Linked DNA regions of Cricetulus griseus: region 2 is linked to region 1. A link is a contact called in public Micro-C data. All regions are on one chromosome and are shown on one strand. The core of a region is the stretch at or near the end of the contact, and the rest is flanking DNA. Distances in the headings are between cores, read along the strand shown.

Region 1 (4,682 bases), core at 1,498-3,997:
TGGATACTTAAGTTTGGCAGGGGTTCCTGGGCAAAACCCCTTGAGTCTTTGAGTCTTGGTTTCCCCAGGCCCCCTAGGATGTTAAGAGTTCCCCTCTGGGGACTCCAGGTCCCATAACCCAAAAGGACTGGTCCACAGGGAGGCAGCTGTGTAACTTCTCTTTCCTTGCCAACTCTAGGATCACCTGGGACCACCGACCCCAATTCTCAAGATATTGATGATGTCCTAGGAGACTCCACAGGATTGGGAACGTACCCTCTCTAGGAGACACAAGGTTGTAATTGCTGAAGACCCCGTGGACACTGCTCCCTAGGATTCCGGAAGTGACCCCCTACCCTCTATCCCATCTGACCAAGCTGGTGTCAAGCAAGCCAAGCCAGGAAGAGAGGTACACAGGGCAGAAGAATCTGGAGTAGTGGTGGGCCTACAGGGCCCAGAATTGTGCCTGGGAACAGTGAGTAGACAGCCCTCCTGGAGTCTCCAACACCCACCCCCAACACACAGACACACACAGACAGACACAGACAGACACACACACACACACACACACAGCTTTGCCCTGTCAGGGTCTTAGATCCTGGCCCCCTGGGCTCCCTGTAGGTAAGCGAGGGGCGGGGTCCGGAGGTGGAGGCGCCAGGGCCCCTAGTGGTGCTGGCTGCACTCGGCCGCCCCCGCTCTGCCCCCGCCCCTTACCCGCGGCGTGTCAGCCAGCCGGCGAGCGAGCGAGCGAGCGAATGCAACAAAACAAAACAAACTCGTGCCGGCTTCCTGTTGTGCAACCCCGTACTGAGTAAGTCGGGGGCAGAAAGGCCGCCGCCAGCCGCCAGTTAGGAAGCCAGGACAAACCGAGGGGACCGGCGCACAGCGGGCCTCAGACCCGGGAGCCACACTCGTGTGCGCACCACCCAGAATCCCTCCCGCGTCCGGACCTTGGTGCAAGCCCCTCACCCCCAGGTGTCGTTTTGCTGTCGCCTCCCAAACACACTACCAAGTCCAAGGGCGCGACCTCGTGGAGCCAGACCCTTTCCCCCAAATTGTCTCCCTCCAGGTACCTACTTGAATCATCCATAGGATGACAAATCCGCCCCGGCCAAGGTTTTCAGACACTTGGGTGAGTTCCTCGTCCCCTGGGTGACTTGTCAGCTCTAGTGAGTAACTTGGAACTGTCGCTTGGGGCAAGGTGTGTGTCTAGGATTGCCAACAGCTCACTCACGCTTTCCAGAAAGTGGTCCCGGCCGGCTTCAAAATAGACACAGGGTCATTTATAGGGACCAGAGTCTTGAAGTGGGACAAAGTGACAAAGTCCCAGAGACTGAGACATTCCCCAAACAGTGCTGACATTTTGTCCCGGCCCATAAAAATGTACACGCGAGGTGACGAACCCGGCGGGGAGAGTTGGTGTCTGAATGTGTCTGCACTTTGGTGGCGTGGGAGGTTATAGTTAAAAACTTGGCGGCTGCGGGTCGCTGCACCGCTCCGGACTAGTAGCTGTGTCCCCCAACCCGAGGACCTCCCTGAACAATGGGGACACCCACTTGGATGAAACACGAAAGTGGAAAACAGCCTTCGTGGCGCTCCACAAACACGTGGAAGCCGGAAATACAACTACTGCCCCGACTGTGAGCCAAAGACCTCAGGCCACCCCATCATTCCCCACTTTGCCAAAGTTTCCCTCAAGTAGAACCCCGCGAGGGATGGCGCGCGCCGTGCTGGAGCGCTCTGTAACTGGCCCTGACTGTGTAGCCTTCTGGAACCTGTATTTTCTTTTTAAAAAGCACAGAGACTCTCCCTCATAAGCTAAACTTCAACACCTTGTTGGTTTCCTTTCCATGTATACTCGGCGCTCTTAGGCAACTGTCAGCCAGTCTGCGGGCTACATGAGTATTGCCATCAGCCTCGGTAAGGTGTGCCTAGGTCTCCAGAAGCCCTGTGAGTCTGTGGAGTTGGGGGTACTCGTGCCCTCAAATCCGCGCGACCGCCACCAACCCGGCGTGCACAAACTATTTCTAATCCCGAGTTTGCATCTCTGAGACTGGCCGCCCCCACACTCTCCAGCGCCTTCTCGCCTGCGGAACAAAGTTCCTATGGCATCCACTTACCAGGTAACCGGATTTCCACAACAAAGCTAGGCGCGCGAGTCCCTTCTCCCAGCCAGACCGCGCGTGACAGCACTGGCGACCAGTGGGTGGGGGGTCAGCCCCTCAGCGCTCCGCGCAGGCTCTGCCTCCTTCGGAAATGAAAACTCGCATCCAAGCCCGGGGCCGGAGCGCGGAAACGCGGCCCGATGGTCGTGAGTGTGCGCGCGCGGCTGCGACGGCGGCGGCCCGCGAAGGAGGAGGCAGGGCTGCGGGCCGACTCTCGGCATCAGCTCAGCCCGCTGTCCCCGCTACACACAGACACACTCCAATCGTGTCTTTACAAAGTTGAGTAGCGACTTGGTGCCTGGCCCCGAGTGCTCATCCTCGCTCCGGGTCGGGGAGATGCGTGGAAGGGTCGGGCTCGGGATGCTGGCTGTTTGAGCTGGGTCCCGGCTGGAGAGCGCCGGTGCGAGCCTGGACCCGGGCCCGCCGCGGCCCCGAGGTGCGCGGCCCCTGGCTCCCGTGCCCTTGCGCGCCGCGCTCTGGGCTGCCCGGGCGGCGCAGTAGGGACGCGGCTGCAGGGAGAGGGGAAGGGGAAAGAGGGCGGGCGGGAGGCTGCCCGGCGAGGAGTGTGGATGTGTGTGCGGCCGCGAGGGCCGGCCCGCAGCCAGCTGCTTCCTGAGTGTGAGCGCCGGAGGGGGCGGGGAGGGATGGGGGCGGGCTCCTGGTCACCAGGCCAGCTAGTGTCTAGCTCTCGACATTCGCGCACAAGCTCCTTCCCATAAAACTCCAGAGCATGGTAACCGCAGAGAGTCTCTTCACCTTTCGGGACCTATTTGGCGCTCTCTCTCTCTCTCTCTCTCTCTCTCTCTCTCTCTCTCTCTCTCTCTCTCTCTCTCTCTCTCTCTCTCTCTCTCTCTCTCCTCTCTCTCTCTCCTCTAACTGAAAAATGTGTCAGCCCTTCTACAGGACCAGTTGTCAAATCCTAAGGAACAGAAAATCCTTGTAGTAAAAAGGAGAGAGAGTGGAAACAGAAAAGTGAAAGATGGCAAAAGGGACCCAAATGTGTGGGATTGGATGCTAGTGACTATTTGAAAACTGGCTGTGGAATGCCGAGAGGGTCTTTGTGACACCTTCCACGGGGTAGAGGGGCTAAAGGAAGTGGGGGTGGGGTAACCAGGGCTTCACTTTGAAGACTGGCTGGGAGGAATGGGCACACTCTCTTGGAAGATCTTGCTTGTGTACAGTGGTATTTTCCTTGAAGTTCAACATCCCCAGCCTTGTGATCAGAGCCCTCAGAAGTCTGTCACAAAAAAAGACCTACTGATTACATGCCTTTGGTGGCACACGCCTTTAATCCCAGCACTCGGGAGGCAGAGGCAGGCAGATCTCTGTGAGTTCGAGGCCAGCCTGGTCTCCAGAGCGAGTGCCAGGATAGGCTCCAAAGCTACACAGAGAAACCCTGTCTCGAAAAACCAAAAAAGAAAAAAAAAAGAGAGAGAGAGAAAGAAAGAAAGAAAAGAAAAAAAAAAGACCTACTGTTGGTGGATCCACTATGGACTGCCACAGAAAGCAAAGACTTCCTGCTTGGAATTCCATGTGTCTGTTGCAGGCAACATTCACAGTTAGGCCTTTGTGCAGTGAGTCTTATTCTGTTCCTCGTGGTGGCTGAAATGGACTTGGTGCCACAGACACTTAGAATACCACTAATTCAGGGCTTGGGACATTGCTTAGTCATTAAGGGTTGTCTTAGGACCCGGGGGGGGGGGGGCTGGGTTCAGAACACCAGAACCTATGCAAAAGCCAAGCATAGTGGTGCACTGGATGGGGGGATGGGGGTGGACACACAGATGCCAGGAGTTCACTGGCCAGCCACCCTAGCCAAATCAGTGAGCTCTTGGTTCAATGAAATATCCTGTCCATAAAAAGAGAGAAAATGAGCCGGGTGTTGGTGGCGCACGCCTTTAATCCCAGCACTCAGGAGGCAGAGGCAGACGGATCTCTGTGATTCGAAGCCAGCCTGGTCTCCAGAGCGAGTGCCAGGATAGGCTCCAAAGCTACACAGAGAAACCCTGTCTTGAAATACCAAAGAGAGAGAGAGAGAGAGAGAGAGAGAGAGAGAGAGAGAGAGAGAGAATGGTCAAGGAAAACACCTACATGGACAGACCCCTGGTCTCCATGTGCATTTACAGATTTGTGCCCACACACAAACACCCAAACACACCGTAAACACATACAATATACACAGAGAGAATTCCCCTCCTTAGAGTCTATTCTGTTATACAATGTAGCATTTTAATAGATGCTGTGATCCCATAGAAGCCGCTCAGGACACAAGTGACTTAGCCCAGAACACCAAACCAAAAAAAAAAAAAAAAAAATTGTTGGCAGTTTTTGTGTCTTATTTCAGCACAAGTGTTACCACATCTTAATCTGTGTTAATAAGCAGCATCACCAGGAGAAACCTAGTTTTCACAAACCTCATTTCTTTTGGAGGAGGACACAAACTCTATAGAACACCAGAGTATCTGTCAGCAGAGGTAAAGGGTGAGGGAATAAAACAGCAAGCATTACGCTATGCCATACTGTCAATTTCCTGTTTCT
Region 2 (4,682 bases), core at 790-3,289, 130 kb before region 1:
ACCAAAGCTAAAAGTCAGAGTAAGAGTAGAATGATAGCTTAGTAATGCACAGCTTCTTAGAAAAGAATAAATAACACATTTTAGGGCATTTAGGACAGCATGCCCTTCAGAGTAATTAAGGGGAGATATGAAATTCTTCCCCAGCTCTTCAAAGATTGTGCAAGTAGAGTCCTGAAGGTGATAAATGGAGGACCTCCTTCTGTCCTGCTGCAGGTGAGCCCATTTTAGATAAATGTGACCCAAGATATGTGTCCTTCTGCCTTAAATGTTCCATAATAAAACAAAACTAACAACTGTGGGCCAAAAGTCTCACTTTTTTTGTACCAGAAAAGGATGGGGGCTATTGAAAGAAATTCACAGTTTGTGATGAACTATATTACCTTATGGTCACTGAGTAAGAATAGCTTCCAGTGGTAAACAGGAAGAGGGGACAGAATTACCAGAGTATTTTCAATGTGTAGCATTCAACATCCAACTATCAGACATTAAACCTCAGCAAGAGGTTGCCAACTCTAAATTCTCAAGCTGGAGTCTCTTTGCTTTGAAACTAAAACACCTAAGTCTATGAAATTTTACTGTTTAAAGATGGGTATTTTTCAGAAAAAAAAAATCTGAGAAGTCGAATTATGCTTTAAGCTGAAGGACTAATGAAGAAACATGTTGCTTTGACCAAATTTCACAAGAATCCACCCTCACTTCTTGTTTGTATGACAGCAGTCAGACTTATCTTTGAAATACCCCTGTTGCAAAATATCTGGAACAAATTTAATAAAAAGAAAGCATTCCTTTCTTGTTGTCTACCTTCATTAGAGTACAACTGACAAGCAGAAAGTATTTAAATTTGAAGTATATAATGTATAATTTGCTGGATGTAGCGGCACAGTTTGCAATCCCTGCCCTTGAGAAAAGAGAAGATCACTACTAGGTTTAAAGCCAGTCTGCTCTACATACCTAGTTCCTGAGCAGCCTGGACTACATGATGAAATACCTAGATCTTCAAAATCACACATAACCACAAAGTTGAGCTCAGAATATGTTAAGTTTATGGTACATATATTTAAAGTGCAAGGGGTAGTTAAATGCATGAGTGTGTATTAAAATAATCACAGCAAAGTAGTTTATATATACTTCATAACACAAGGTTACCCATGTATGCGTGTTAATATCTTAATCTAGCCTCATGATAAATGTCAACTTGTACAAATATTGCCAACTGTAGTCACTAATAGTGGGTGTTGGATCTGAATTCATTCATCCTGCAATAAATGAAACTTTCTAGTATTTCTCTGCCCCACCCCACCTCTTTCAGTCCCACTACTGTAGATTCCACATATCAGAAGGTCTTGTCTCTCAGTGGGAGTTTTTTTTATGCCCCTCCACCCCCACTCTCTTTTGCCATCAAGCACACTGAACAATCCATTTGAAACTGTCAAAATATCCAAGAGTTTTTGCTCTGTGTTCAGAATTCTGTATCTAGCAGTGAGAAAGCAAAGGAAATGGTCAACTTCTTTCCATGTCTATCTAAACAGAAAGAACACCTTTGTTTCATAAAAATTTCCCACCATCTTCTTTCAAAAAATAAAATGTTCCAGAGGAGTTAAAGGAGGGAAGGCCAACTGGAAGAGTTCTTACTGTACTTGAGAAGTGAAGGGAAGGGGACAAAGATCAGGAAACCTGCCCTGAGTGTTATTCTGTCATCTGACACCAGCAACAAGAGGGATGTTAGGAACACCTCCATCCTGAGGAGGAAAGAATAGTTTGAAAGAAGTATGAAAAGAAGACGTGTAATTCCGCTTGACAGACTTGTTCTTTGACACGTAGCCTTGAAAAGAACAATTTTACCTCAGAAACTTGGCAAATGCAAACTGATTTTTTGATAAGTTGAAACATGCGTGCTCCTGGACACATGAAGAAAGAGGGAGGGAGAGAGAGGCCAGGTATCTGAGACAGGGAGGCTGTCAGATTTCTCGTTTCTGTGTCATTTCTGTTTAGTTGGTCAGATGAAAATTCAAAACCATATAATTAGACGGTTGTTTATACATGATTAAGCATGAGCTCACTGCTTTTGCATGCCAAGAAGTCAGAGAGTGGCTAAGGGCAAGAACGAACTATTAATAAAAGGAAATAAAGCTGTAATACATTTTTCACTTATGAATAAAAATAATTCAAAGGTCTCTAGAAGGGAAAATATCAACCGTGACTAGGGCAAGAAACTAGATGATTTTATAGTGACCAGAACCTGAGAGATGTAAAAGCCTAAGCCACTGATAAGAAAAACTTCCAGTATTTAATCCTTTTTTTTCTTCTCATAAATATATATCACAGTGAGAACATGAAAAAACCTTACCTGTATTATATTTCTTTGGAATTATGGGAAATATTCAAGCAAGAACACTGTGTTCATTTACAAGCGTTACTTGTTCTTTATAACTGTCCCTACCAGGAATCCTCTCTGGAGAGACCAAGAGCTGGCAGCAACTGTGGAAAAGGCCTGTTTTGTCCTTTTTCACAGTGGCAGAGTTTTCGTCTCAAAACCAAGGCAGCCACTGAAAGCAAAGTTTATCTGACTAAAACCTTCGCATAGCTAAGGCAGAACTCCCAGGCCTCCTAGTGAACCTGCTTGTGGTCCTAGACACAGTCCATCAACTCCTTGCAGACCACACTCCTCGATACAGAGAAGGGTAATGGCCAAGTCCTTCAGATGACAAAGACATGACCTATCCCAGCCTGTTAATCTGCCTTGGAGACATTGCTCCCATTTCCCAGGTGGGAAAGCTCACCAACCAATAACCCGAGGAGGCCAGCCTGTCAAAAGAGAACCTACCCTTAGAGGTGATTCAATTCTTGCTTGCCAGTGCTATGACTGGGTGCACACTGCTATGATAGATCACTGAGACAATGCACAGGCACGAAACAATCTAAAGTGAAAAATCAATAAAGCCCAGGGGAGAGGCAGCACATCAGTTCTTTAAGAATCAGGCTTAAGTCAACCTGATAGCATTCAAAAAGCCCCAAACGCCTAGGAAGCATAAACACCAGCTTTTACAGCCTGATTCCCAGAGCCAAGGTCACTTCACTTCCCATTCTGACAGATACCTCCACATTCTAACTCTCTCCACCTTCCCTCCTACTGCCTCTCTCTCCACTTTTCTCTTGTTCTTCTCACTCCTCTTTCTCAGCAGCATTTGCCAGCTCGGGTCTGATTCCAGAGTGATCTTCAATCATCCAATGAACTAACTCTCCCACTCCTCTGAATGTGAGCAGAACACATAGGAACCTATATGACATAGAAACTCTGAAGACACCTGTTCTCAGACTTAGATGACCAGAGCACCTGCCTGGAAGGGCTTCTGCAAGAGAGACCTAGAACAGTGCTCAACAAATGCAGCAATGCTACCTCCCACAGCCACATAGCACCCATCTCCCATGAGACAGCTACTTTGTACCCGATTCCTCTCTAAATTGTTGCCTTTCTGTGGTCTAATTCAGTTCTTAATGTGTTGCTTAGCGTTAGAAGCCTCCCAAAGATGAGGGGGAAGGGCACCTGGGTCCCTAAAACAGACTCGTCAAGCCAACACCTCAAACATCCTTGTTTTTAGCGTTTGAAGGGGAAGAAAAATCTTACTAAAAGGAACAAATATGGATTACTTGAAAGAGCTTGATATCTACTCTAGTTCCAGATAATAAGTGTGATAATTCATTCCTAAACAATGCGTGGCATGTAACTCAAAACCGTTTTTCATCAATAATTAATATTAATAATTAACAAGTATAAACAACAAAAAGACCTTTTGGAAATGCTTCAGCCAGGCCCTTTCCTCATTCCAGCAGCTGCCCGTTGCCCCTCTCTCCCCTCTGTGGGGTTAATAACTAACCCTCCCTCATCTCTGACATGCAACACTACCCAGCAGCAATCCTCGCAAGAATGCGATCGCAGACACAGAAGAATGAAGTCTTATCCAAGTCACCTGGGCCTGGCAAATGGATTTCTGCATTAGCAGCTGTGGACACAATGCCTGACACTGGTTTCTCTCTCTCCAGCAAGGATGGAGCACTCCAGGACGCTCGCCTCCAACACTCCTTTATCAAATGGGTTCCCTTCTATCTTTCATGCTCCTCACAAAAAGACTGAACGGTTCTCTAGATAAACAGCAAATGAGAGGATAATCCAATAGCTCCTCACGACAGGCCAGAAGAAGTGTGTCATCAGGATGTTTCCCAACTGACACATAGTAACAATACTGATTTATGGGGTACACTGGGATGCTTTGATAGAGATACCAAGGATCTGACTTTGTATTCATTCCAAACAATGTTCCCTTTGACTTTTAAAAACTGCACTGCCATTCTTTCTCCATTCCACTATGAGTGTGACAACATGTTCAGAGTCAAGTACTTCAATCTCACACCACATTAAAGGCCTTTTACCAGCCACTCCATGTTTTCCAGCCAGCCTGTCTTAATGCCTGATATCTAAAACTTTAAGGCCACTGCAATTAATCTCCTTTGGCCAGTCATTCTTTCACCAACGTGTATATACTATGTAGGTAATGTCTTTAAAGGTTTTAAAAGTTCAGCATCCCGTATATTTCATATTTACAGCAAATATAAACTGCAATCCCAGGCCCCTTCCTCTACCTACCTTCATTCTATACATTACCATCATTCTTTCTGAACAGTGA

Evidence for each region. Hi-C and Micro-C count contacts between places; a contact is called where the count stands out from the background.
Region 2: a Micro-C map of the CHO-K1 cell line shows a contact between it and region 1, with 2.0 times the contacts expected there. The contact joins the enhancer-like site here to the promoter of Glis3 in region 1. A contact is called at or near these places in 2 of 8 Hi-C or Micro-C datasets (the CHK-Q cell line and the CHO-K1 cell line).

Annotation. Positions count from the first base shown.
Region 1 is chr3:32,755,612-32,760,293 of CriGri-PICRH-1.0, reverse strand. It overlaps Glis3 (zinc finger protein GLIS3), which reads right to left and starts at 2,747. Exons shown (of 12, transcript XM_027406458.2): 1 at 2,100-2,747; 2 at 1,057-1,239.
Region 2 is chr3:32,880,603-32,885,284 of CriGri-PICRH-1.0, reverse strand. All of the region lies in intron 3 of Glis3 (zinc finger protein GLIS3), which reads right to left. Among named protein-coding and RNA genes, the nearest start is that of Glis3, 130 kb to the right of the region's middle. Within about 2 kb of position 2,039, at least 1 of the 6 cell types and tissues checked has open chromatin away from gene starts, as enhancers often do. A contact at or near this core is called in the CHO-K1 cell line, where this site is marked.